Linked DNA regions of Mus musculus: regions 2 and 3 are each linked to region 1. A link is a contact called in public Micro-C and promoter capture Hi-C data. All regions are on one chromosome and are shown on one strand. The core of a region is the stretch at or near the end of the contact, and the rest is flanking DNA. Distances in the headings are between cores, read along the strand shown. Region 1 overlaps Prrc2b (proline-rich coiled-coil 2B). Region 2 overlaps Aif1l (allograft inflammatory factor 1-like). Region 3 overlaps Dnm1 (dynamin 1).

Region 1 (3,275 bases), core at 359-2,858:
TAGGATTAAAGGCGTGTGCCACCATGCCTGGCATGTGGACACCTTTTGAGGGGTGAAGGAACCTATGAGTCTGAAAGGATTCTTTCTTCCCATAAGGGCTGCTGGCTGTTAGGTCTGCATTAGCGACCTCCCTGTGCTGCAATCAAAGCTCCCAGTTGAAGGGTGTGATGTGTTACAACGAGGCAGTCATGGTGGTAAGAGTGTGAAGTCACGGTGCATTGTAGCCAGGAAAAAGCATGAGATGAATTCTGCTATTCAGTTCTTCAGTCCAGGACCCCAGCCCTTGGGATGCTGCCACCCTAATCTAGAAATTCCCTCGGACACGCCCAGAGGCTGGTCTCCATGGTGACTCTCACCGGAAACTGTCGAGGGTTGGGAGTCGTTGCTTCCTTTCATTCTAAGGGGGCTCTTCTGGGGCTGAGGCAGACTCAGAGAAAACACGCCCGATGTCACCTGTTCTCCCGGTGTCATTGTGTGATCTTTCTGTGTCTTGGATTAGTCTCTGGTTTCTCAACTCCAGGAATTTTTCTTGGGTTTTTAATTTTATGATTTCTTCCACTCTTGATTTAATGTGAGGCAGGGGGAGAGGTTGAATAAGTGTGTGTGTGTGTGTGTGTGTGTGTGTGTGCTGCTAGAGCATACTTCTGCTTGGCTAAGATGTGGGGAGAGGACGCAGGGTGTGGTAGCCCCCTCCTGGTTTCTCTTGCTTAGCTTCCTTTTTTTACTTTGTACCCTTTACTGTCCCCGTGCCCTTTGACCTCTCTTAGCCAGGGTACTCTGTAGGGAGTCTGACAGGCTCATTCCTGGGCCTTTCTGATTCTGAGGCAGCCGCTACTTCCTGGCATCCCAGGGTGTGTTCCTTCTGAGTAACAGCCCTCATCTTGTGGCATGTCAGTCTGCTGCCACCAAAATTGCCGCTGGATTTCGGGTTCTCTCTCGTCTTCTGGAAGAGTTCTAGAAGAGTAGGTGGTCCTTCAGCAGGACACCGCTGGATGTCTGGGTGGTGTTGCTCTGAGTCCAGCCGATGGGACTAGTGGCCATTTGAGATGAGTGCACATGTGTGCGTGACACAGCAACTGGAGTATTTTGTGAGCCAGCCTCGGCGGCACTGCCCTTCTGTTCATGGTTCTGATTGAGAGGTCTGCCGCTGAGCACAGAGTCTCAGGAGGAAGCCGCTGGTCGCAGTCTTCTCACAATGCCTGCCCACCCCCCTGAGCCCAGCCTGGTATAGCAGTTGAAGCTTTCTGTAGCACAGGCTCTGCGTTCATCTGGGGGTTGGCATTGTCACCTGGCGGTGGCTGTGAAGTAGCCACCTGTCCCATCTCCACTCCCTGGCTCCTCTGTGTTTTGACACAGAAGCCTTTGCACGGAGTTTGTCCCCACTTCATCTTTGTGGCATAGAATTCCCAGAGGATCGGGTGGTTACTGGGGTAACATCACTCCTGGGTCTGCCTTTCTGTGCTGAGTTGGGTTGAGCCGAGGCAGCAGGGACTCAGTGGTAGACAGGACTGCTTTCTCCCTCGATGAGAAAGTTGCTTCCTGCCTGAGGCCCACAACCGCATTCCTGTTTGCCCAGATCCCAGCTTGCTGTGGGTGACGTCATCCACAGAGAGGCCTGGGGTGTAAACAGTCACAGCTGCAGGGCTCAGGGACAGCTGCAGGTGGCGGGATGGCGGCCCCAAGTGTTCCTCTGCTTGTCTGTCTCTCTAGTTCCTTTTTAAAATTTCCCTTATACACATCTACACAAATAGCAAATCTATTTAGAACTGGGGTACAATGCTGTGTGAGCTTCGTGGATGGTATTTTTCTTTTTCCTCTTTTTTAAATTACTCTTTTTAAATTTTTCTTTCTTTTTTTAAAAATTAATTTATCCTTTCATATATTATATCCAGACCACAGTTTCCCCACCCTCTCTCTGTTCCTAACCTCCTCCGTCCCCCCACCTCCTCCTCCCCATCCACGCCTCCTTTGAGAAAAGGGCAGGCCTCCCAGGTTGTCAACCAAACATGGCATAGCAAGTTGCAAAGATTAGGCACAAGCAGGCAAACATGTCAGAAACAGCCCGTGTTCTCTGTTAGGTGCCGCACAAAAACACCAAGCTACACGACGTTAGCATATACAGATGGTCTAGGTTAGATCCATGCAGGCTCCCTGATTGTCCATTCAGTCTTAGCCTCTGTGAGTTCGGGTTTGGTGATTTGTTTTTTGAGACAGGTTTTCTCTGTAGCCTTGGCTGTCTTGGAACTCACTCTGTAGACCAGGCTGGCCTTGAACTCACAGAGTTCTGCCTGTTTTGCCTCCCAAGTGCTGGGACTAAAGGTGTGTGCCATCACTGCCCTTATTTTCTTCACTTATTTTTTAGATACATGTTCACTATGCAGCCCTAGCTAACCTTCAATTCTCTGTAGACAGGTTGGTCTTGAACTCAGATCTGCCAAATGCAGGGATTGACGACATGACCCATTATTCCCACCCCATAATTTTTTTTTAAAAAACAAGTTGTTGTTGTTGCTGTGCTGGGATGATACTTGGGGTTTTGTTTGTTCTAGGCAAGCTTTCTACTCCTGAGCTGTATACCACCCCTCATTGACCTCTTGAACTGGGAACCTAAACCTGTAGTAGAATAGAGAGCAAAACCCGGAGGCAGGCAAGTCACATCATGGCGGGTGTTTCCGAGCGACCAGGTGGCCTTGCTGGAGATGGGAGATGGCCCATGAATCTGAGAGTTGCGTGCCTGTGTGCGACCTGTTTGTACGATGCATGCATGTAATCGTGTGAGTATCTGCTGTATATGGGGTGAAAAGCCGGGAGCATATTGTGTCCATTTTCTCTCACGCTCTACCTTAGTGCCCTGAGTTAGGGTCTCCCAGCCTGAGGTGGGCTTTTTGGGCAGGTTGGCTGGTTGGTGAGTTTCCTAGTGCTGAGACTGCAGGCTTGTCCAGCCATGCTTGGCTCTCTCATGTGAGTACTGGGGACACCACACACACACACACACACACACACACACACACACACACACGAACATTAAAGCTATATCACGAGTGCAAAAAGAAAACAGATGTTATAGAAAGAAAACCGAGCAGCTGATTGTCCCTGTGTTCCTGACGTGGGAGCCTTGGAACTGGGACAGTGTGGTGGTGATTAAAGTGTGCCCACAGTGGACTGCCGAGCTCAAGAGAATTTTCTGAGAATTATAGTACACCTGTCTTTTGAAGGCTCATACAGGGGCTGGCCCACAGGTCCTGTACAATCACAACTTGGATCTCGTGATTTCT
Region 2 (3,275 bases), core at 235-2,734, 210 kb before region 1:
ACAGACTAGCCGGCTCAGGGAAGTTGAGTTAATTGCCTGAGGTTAAACAGCCACAATTTACCCAGAGGTGGTGGTGAATGCTTGTCATCAAAGCAGCGTAGGAGGCTTGAGCAGGAGAGGTTGTGAGTTCCAAGGCCTGCCTGGGCTACAGAGGGAAACCTTGAATCAAACCAAACAAGACGAGGAGCCAGCCACAGTGGGACTCAGATTTCATATGTGTACGTGTTTGCTTCAGCGCTGTGCTTCAGTGGCCCCTTTCGTGGACACCCAGCCCCCCTCCCACACTGTGTGGTGTGTATGTGTCAGCACCACTGGAGCAAACTGGACCAGGCAAGTGCCTCCTACTCCCTCCACATAGCTGGCATTCCCCACGCCCTGATGGCATGGTAGGTGACCCCAGGCCAGCCAGGCCCAGCCTTATATGGCAATAGAAGAAATTTCCTCTATCTTCCCATAGGAACCGAGAGAAGCTGCGGGGCTGGGCTGGCTACCCCTCGGAGTGCTTGTGGCCTGGGGCTGGGGGGTGGGCTACAGCTTGAGCCTGTGACTGGCTGGGATCTTTGCACACACAAGGATGTGAGCATGATGATGCTCCATGCCTGGTGCTCACTATGCATCGGCTCACAGATTCGCCTCAATGGAGCACTCTATCACGCTTGTGCCAGGCATGCAGAGAGAACCCTGAATGTCCTTCAGGGGCAAGGATGATAATACCCATCATAATGACGAGGAAATGGCCTCCCCAGACTACTCGGCCAAGGAAAGAGCAGAGGCAGGATTCAGATGAGGTCTGTCTGACTCCAGACATCACCCGTGGCCTGCTCTGGCCTTAGTCCACCAGGCAGCTGCAGCCTTGTAGTGACCCAGGCCTTCCTTGCTTATGTAGGATAAGGATCTCTGGCTATTGTCCCCATGTCTCAGCCCTCTTGGGTCAAATGAAGGTCACTTGTATTCTCTGTCCCGTTTAGGTGCCCAATGGTTATCTCAGTGCTCCTTTGCCACCTGGGAAGGGGGCTGGGATGTTGGAAGATCTCTGTCCAGAGTGACTATGTTTCCTGCCTTCTCTCTCAGCCACATGGGGCCTTTGAGACTTGACCCAGGAGACTATGCCGGTGTGCCTTTCCCTGTGTCCCTGGCAGTACTGCTCTGTCCTTGCCTGTTGGCATTGAGGACACCCGTCTCTCTTGCTCTCCCCTTAATATATTATAAAGGAGATGGTGATAAGGGGTCACGTGGGCCTCTGGGGATTCAGTGTCCCCTGCAGGTCTGGCCAGTTGTGACCTTGCTGTGGCTATGTCACGGGCAGCTGGAGATGGAATTTCTGTGAGGTCTGCTTTATGCGTGTGGTCACTGGGTGTATTTCTTTAGCTGCCCCATCTACTGGCGAGAACACCGTGTCCGGATAAGGCCCCAGAAGGGAATGTGAGCCTGTTGTCTTTGTGGGTACGTGTTACAGGTTCCTGCTGCTCGCCAGGCTGGGCTGGGCATCTGTGGCCTTGGCCTGGCCCTGGCCCTTTTGGGAGCCTGTGGAGTGTGTCAGAGCCCACAGGCTCCCAGCATGGTGCTGCCTATCCTTGGCATCACAGGGCATCGGCCACCGTTGGCTGGCTTCTAGGGTGGCAGTGTTTGCTCAGCCAAAGGATCTGCTGCAGCCTTTTCTTCTTATGGTGGCGCTGGGCATGGATCCCAGAGCCTCAAGCATTTGAGGCAGTATTCTACCTGTGTCCTCAGCTGATGTAACTGATGTGGAAAGACAAGCCTGGAGGGTCAGGATCGTACTTGTTTAGGAAGGGGGTTGTTGAATCAGAGCTATGGCGGGTGACTCCGGAGGCCCCACACTGCATGGGCCTGCCTGCCTTTGGTGCTTTTTTTGTTGTTTTGGTTTTGGTTTAATTTTGAGACATGGTCTTGTGTTACCCAGGATAGCCTTAAACTCGCCCTGTAGCTGAGGATAGACCTGAACTTCTGATCCTCCCATCTGTGTCTCTTTGGGGCTGAGACTGCAGCTGAGGTCCACCACAACCAAGCTGTTTGTAAATCCTTAAGAAACTAACGTGGTGCACGCCTTTAATCCCAGCACTCGGGAGGCAGAGGCAGGCGGATTTCTGAGTTCGAAACTAGCCTGGTCTACAAAGTGAGTTCCAGGACAGCCAGGGCTATACAGTGAAACCCTGTCTCGAAAACCAAAACAAAACAAAAACAAAAAAACCCCCAAACAAAAAAAGACTAACGCCTGGCCTTTGAGATTTGGGATGGGGCTGGAGTGGCGGGAGAGGGACTTTCTTGTTTGTCTCAGGTTGTTGACCAAGGCAGCCTGGAGCTAGGGTGGTGGCTGCCAGCATTGTTCCCTGGGGCTGAGACAGGAACACAGCTCAGTAACAGGTGGACAGTTGTTTGAGGACAAAGAGAAGCTTGCCTTTGAGGAGTGGTATCCAGAGGGTACCACTGGGGGTCTTCATGACATCACGTCAGGACATAGAGAGATGTGGGTGGACCCTCTCTTGTACAGCATTCTGGGTGTGGCTGAGGGCGGGGTTGGGTGACTGACACTGGACAGGAAGGCCAGCTTTATATATGCCTTCTTATACACCACTAAGGGTGTATATCACGGTGACCCCATTTTATAAAGGAGGCAGCTTAGGTCCAGTATAGAAAGTAAGTCATCCAGAACCACAGAGCACTGGGGATAGAGGGCCTGGGACAGCACCAGGCAGCTGGACCCATTCCACCCCCTCCTCCTCTTAGCCCTTTGCCCTGCACCTCGAACCCACCCATTATGACTATAGGGGGCTTGGTCCCTCTGGGGCCTCAGTTTCCTCAGCTGTTGGCCAAGGAGCACAAGGCAGATTCTAAGCTCCCTCTGGGTTCTGAGGTTAAGTGGACGTGTTAATTCTGCCCCTCCCAAGCCTCCCCCGGGGCCAGATTAGCACTTCAAGCTTGTCACCTCATATTTTGGCCCCTTGAGTTTCCTGAAGAACTTATCTTGGGGGATAATGGTCTAGATTGGAAAAGGACATGGGAGTACCCCTGAATGGGGGCAGAATCTCCTCAATAACCTGCTGCCTCAGGGTGACCCCTACCCTACCCCCTTTTAGCTTCCTTCTCCCTGAAACTTGTGGCCTGGCCACCGCCACCTTGTTGGAGGCAAGGAGGAAGCTGGGGTGGCCCAAGGATCTAGACCCTGAGGGAGGTGCAAATCTTTTGTAACCATGAACTAGTTCATCAGCCCTGCCCAGTTCCTCATCCGATCTATCAAATGACGTAGCTAGAAGAGG
Region 3 (3,275 bases), core at 534-3,033, 140 kb after region 1:
TATCTCCCTCCCACCTCCCAGTGCCCAGCACCATTGCCGGCCAATACGTCGTGCAGCACGGATCTGGGACATGCAGCCACTCAGCACACAGAAGCACACGCATGAGCTGTCACAACACAGAAGCTCGCCTGCACAGAGAAGGCCTTTGCACCAGCTCCCTGCACATCCAGGCCTGGTGTGCTGACAGGGTTACCATAGGGCTCCGTAAAGGACAGGGCTTGCACTTTAGGATCCAGCTGTCATTTCTTTGCTCAAGAACCTTCCATGGCTCCCTATATCATTGAGTCTCTACAAATCTCCAACCTACCCCACCCTACCATTGACCATTAGTAAAGCAGCCCACTGTCTCTGTCAATCTCACACTCCCCTGGGGAAATGTCAGGGGACACACATGTATTTAGAAGGAAACTAAAGCCCTGAGAGGGAAAATGACTTGCCTAAGGGAAGTGAACCAGCATTTCTGGACTCCCAGTCCTGTCTTAACTGTTCCAGACATTAGAGTCCCACAGAGTAAGCCCATCCCTGCCTCGTTTAGTGTATGGGGGCTAGGCCCCTAGCTCTGTCCTTCAGTCATCTAGATTCCCAGATAGATGCTTTTGGTCTATCAGATCATGTGTTCTTTCTCAGAGACCAGCCACAGTCAGCAGAAACAGGGCAGACTGAGTTGGTTACTAGAGTGAGCTTCCTGGAAGGCCAGTCATGGATAAAGAAGGCAAAGCCAAGGGATGAAGTATATTCCTTTTTCCTGGAGATCTCTAGCAGCAGGGTAGTCTTTGATCCTTGTCCCTACCCACCATCTGGTTTCAGACCACCAGACTGTTCACCATTCCTAGATCCCATCCCCAGCTGCTTTCTATCCTAGTCCGCACCTGGGTGCCGATCTCACATTCACACCCGTGTGCACGCCCACATACACATCATCACACCTTGCTTGGTCACACAGTCACAGCCTGGCCTGACACTGTGGGCCAGAGGCTGAACAGCATTCTGGGACAGCTCAAAAGAGTCAGAGCTGGGGAAAGTGGGGCATCAAGGTAGCTCTGAATGTAACTGAAGAAAACCACACGGTTCAGAAACCTAGACCTGAGTTAGGCTCACCAGGAGCTGGGCCGGGTCAGTGAAGAGTGGAATGGAGGAGGATGGAAGGCAAGGGTTTAAGAAATGCAAAGTGTGGGAGCCACAGAGAGAAAATGAAAAAAAGAGGGAAGCGCCATGCAAGTGCTGAAAAGAAGGGGGCAAGTGGTTTGAGCCCCAGAGCCCCCTTCCCAGAAACGACCACCTCCGGGACTCAGCGCCCCCTGCGGGGCAGGACCGCCTGCCCGTGGCCGCAGGTCCCTTGGCCTTGCATTACGACCCCAACGCCTAAGATGGAGAGGGTCGCTTCTGCTGCTAGGCCGAGGATCTATCCGACTCTACCTCCCTCCGGGTTACGCCCGCCTGGCGGCCTTTCCCGGGGCTTTAAGCCCCTACTCACCTGGGGACCCCAGGCGGGGCGCGGTTGGGGCGCGAGGGCACCTGGGGAGGGGGGCCAAAGGGGTCAGGGGAAGCCCCCGGCCTGGAGGGCACGGGGGGCGCCCCCCCCAGGGCGGATCCAGCAGGCGGAGGCCCAGGAGCAGGGCCCCGCGATCCGGGCCGGGCTGGGGGCACGGCGGGGGCTCGGCGCTGCGGCGTGGGGCTGGACGTGGGCGATCTACCGGCGACAAGAGCAGAAGAAGCGCGGAGCAGAGATGAGCGGCTCCGCCCCAACAGAGACCCCGCCCTCAGCCCAGGCTGTCCCCGCCCATGCAGCAAGCCCCGCCCACAGCGGCCTTAGCGTGGGAGCCTAAGCCGGATCCCCAGCGGCGCCACCCACCCTGCAGCCAGCGCTCTTGGCAAGCCCCGCCCCGCAATAAGCCCCGCCCTCTTCTAAGCTCCTCCCCTCGCTCCAGGTGGGAGCCCCCGAGACCCCGGCGCGCCACTGCCTGGTCCCGGCCCTCCTCCCGCGGGCCCCGGGTTGGGGGGCTTTGGGGCCGTGGGGGCCGGCCCTGGTACCTGCGTCCGGCCGGTACGCTCTGCACCTGCAGCCAGGAGTCGTCCACGGGCGGGGGCATGGGCGTGCTGACGGTGGTCGTGTTGATGTCGCCGATAATACTGAGCGCCTCCTTCAGTGCGTGGTACATGCGCAGCATCTCGTCGCGCCGCTGAGCCTGCTCGGCCGATTCTTCCATCAGTGTGTTCTGGTCCCCGCAAGAGTACAGGTTGGCCAGCAGCTCAGAGAAGATAAACTCCTTGGTCTGTGCACAGAGAAGGAAGGAAGGAAGCTAGAACCCGAAGACCCTGCCACCTTGTCGCAGGCCAGACCTGCTGGATCTGGGTACAGAACTGGGAGCTGGGGTTTGGTATTTCAGATGGCTACTTCTGCTTGATGCCTAAATTCGCAGGTCTCTTCAAATCCCATCTTAATGTCCTTTTCTCAGACAAGAATACACAGCGGGATAGGGAAGTCACCTGCCCTAGGCTTCAGATCCGGGAGGAAACTCAGAATATAGCCTGTCACTAGGACAACTGCCTACCCTGAGTCCTTAAGGAAGAAAATAACAAATCTATAACTATAATGTGTCATTGTACTGAGTGACAGGTGTCCAAGTGTGTAGTGGAAGTTTAGTGCCCACCTCAAATGCCCAGGCATTCTTATCCCACCCTGTCTGGGACAATCTTGTGAGCTGCTGGTTTCTTTGCAGCTTCCTCCAATCTCACTGACTCCTTTTCCAAAATCTACTGACTACATACCACGGGCCAGGCTTCGTGCTGCTCCACACCTCATATGCATTCTGTCCTCAACTCTATCATCGACGGCCATATTTTGCACACTGGGAAACAGACTCAGAGATTACATAGACTCAGACCCACATAGGGAATCTGTAGGAAAGCCAGCAGCATTCCACCCGAGTTGTGCTTCCTGGAGCCTGCTTTGTCACAGCCCCAGGTCTGTGGTGGAGCAGTGAGGTGAGGTGTGTTTCAAGGCAGTATCTGAGATTCTCAAAAAGCCACGATTTCTAGCTCCTCCCAAACACGTGTGTTTGGGTCAACCTAGATACCTTATTTTTCAACTTTAAGTGTCTTAAAATTCAAATTAAGATGAAGTATTTCCACTGAATATGTAACATCATGGGGAGGTTTAAAAAACTTAGTGGGAAAATGGTAGGCAACATATCCTGTAAATTAATGTTTTCTAGATCGGGGCCAGGTATAGTAAATAGACCACAACTGTCATCTCAGTACTGAGAAGGTAAGCC

What was found. A called contact is a pair of places that touch in the nucleus more often than the background predicts. Capture Hi-C pulls out chosen DNA fragments and counts their contacts.
Region 2: a contact with region 1 is called in a Micro-C map of muscle stem cells, with 3 times the contacts expected there. The contact joins two enhancer-like sites. A contact is called at or near these places in 2 of 39 promoter capture datasets (the HPC-7 cell line and hematopoietic stem and progenitor cells), 2 of 484 Hi-C or Micro-C datasets (muscle stem cells and myocytes), 3 of 115 datasets of contacts at active chromatin or transcription factors (double positive thymocytes, embryonic stem cells and pancreatic cancer cells) and 2 of 9 other capture datasets (liver and pancreatic islet).
Region 3: a contact with region 1 is called in a promoter capture Hi-C map of pancreatic islet. The contact joins two enhancer-like sites. A contact is called at or near these places in 4 of 115 datasets of contacts at active chromatin or transcription factors (embryonic stem cells and epiblast stem cells) and 2 of 9 other capture datasets (adipose tissue and pancreatic islet).

The regions. Positions count from the first base shown.
Region 1 is chr2:32,166,438-32,169,712 of GRCm38.p6, forward strand. All of the region lies in intron 1 of Prrc2b (proline-rich coiled-coil 2B), which reads left to right. Among named protein-coding and RNA genes, the nearest start is that of Prrc2b, 17 kb to the left of the region's middle. Within about 2 kb of position 1,609, at least 324 of the 459 cell types and tissues checked have an H3K27ac peak or open chromatin away from gene starts, as enhancers often do. A contact at or near this core is called in muscle stem cells, myocytes and pancreatic islet, where this site is marked.
Region 2 is chr2:31,953,542-31,956,816 of GRCm38.p6, forward strand. All of the region lies in intron 2 of Aif1l (allograft inflammatory factor 1-like), which reads left to right. Among named protein-coding and RNA genes, the nearest start is that of Aif1l, 4.9 kb to the left of the region's middle. Within about 2 kb of position 1,485, at least 24 of the 459 cell types and tissues checked have an H3K27ac peak or open chromatin away from gene starts, as enhancers often do. A contact at or near this core is called in muscle stem cells and myocytes, where this site is marked.
Region 3 is chr2:32,310,653-32,313,927 of GRCm38.p6, forward strand. It overlaps Dnm1 (dynamin 1), which reads right to left. Exons shown (of 23, transcript NM_001301737.1): 20 at 2,032-2,273; 21 at 1,475-1,690. Among named protein-coding and RNA genes, the nearest start is that of Gm23363, 6.0 kb to the right of the region's middle. Within about 2 kb of position 1,784, at least 179 of the 459 cell types and tissues checked have an H3K27ac peak or open chromatin away from gene starts, as enhancers often do. A contact at or near this core is called in pancreatic islet, where this site is marked.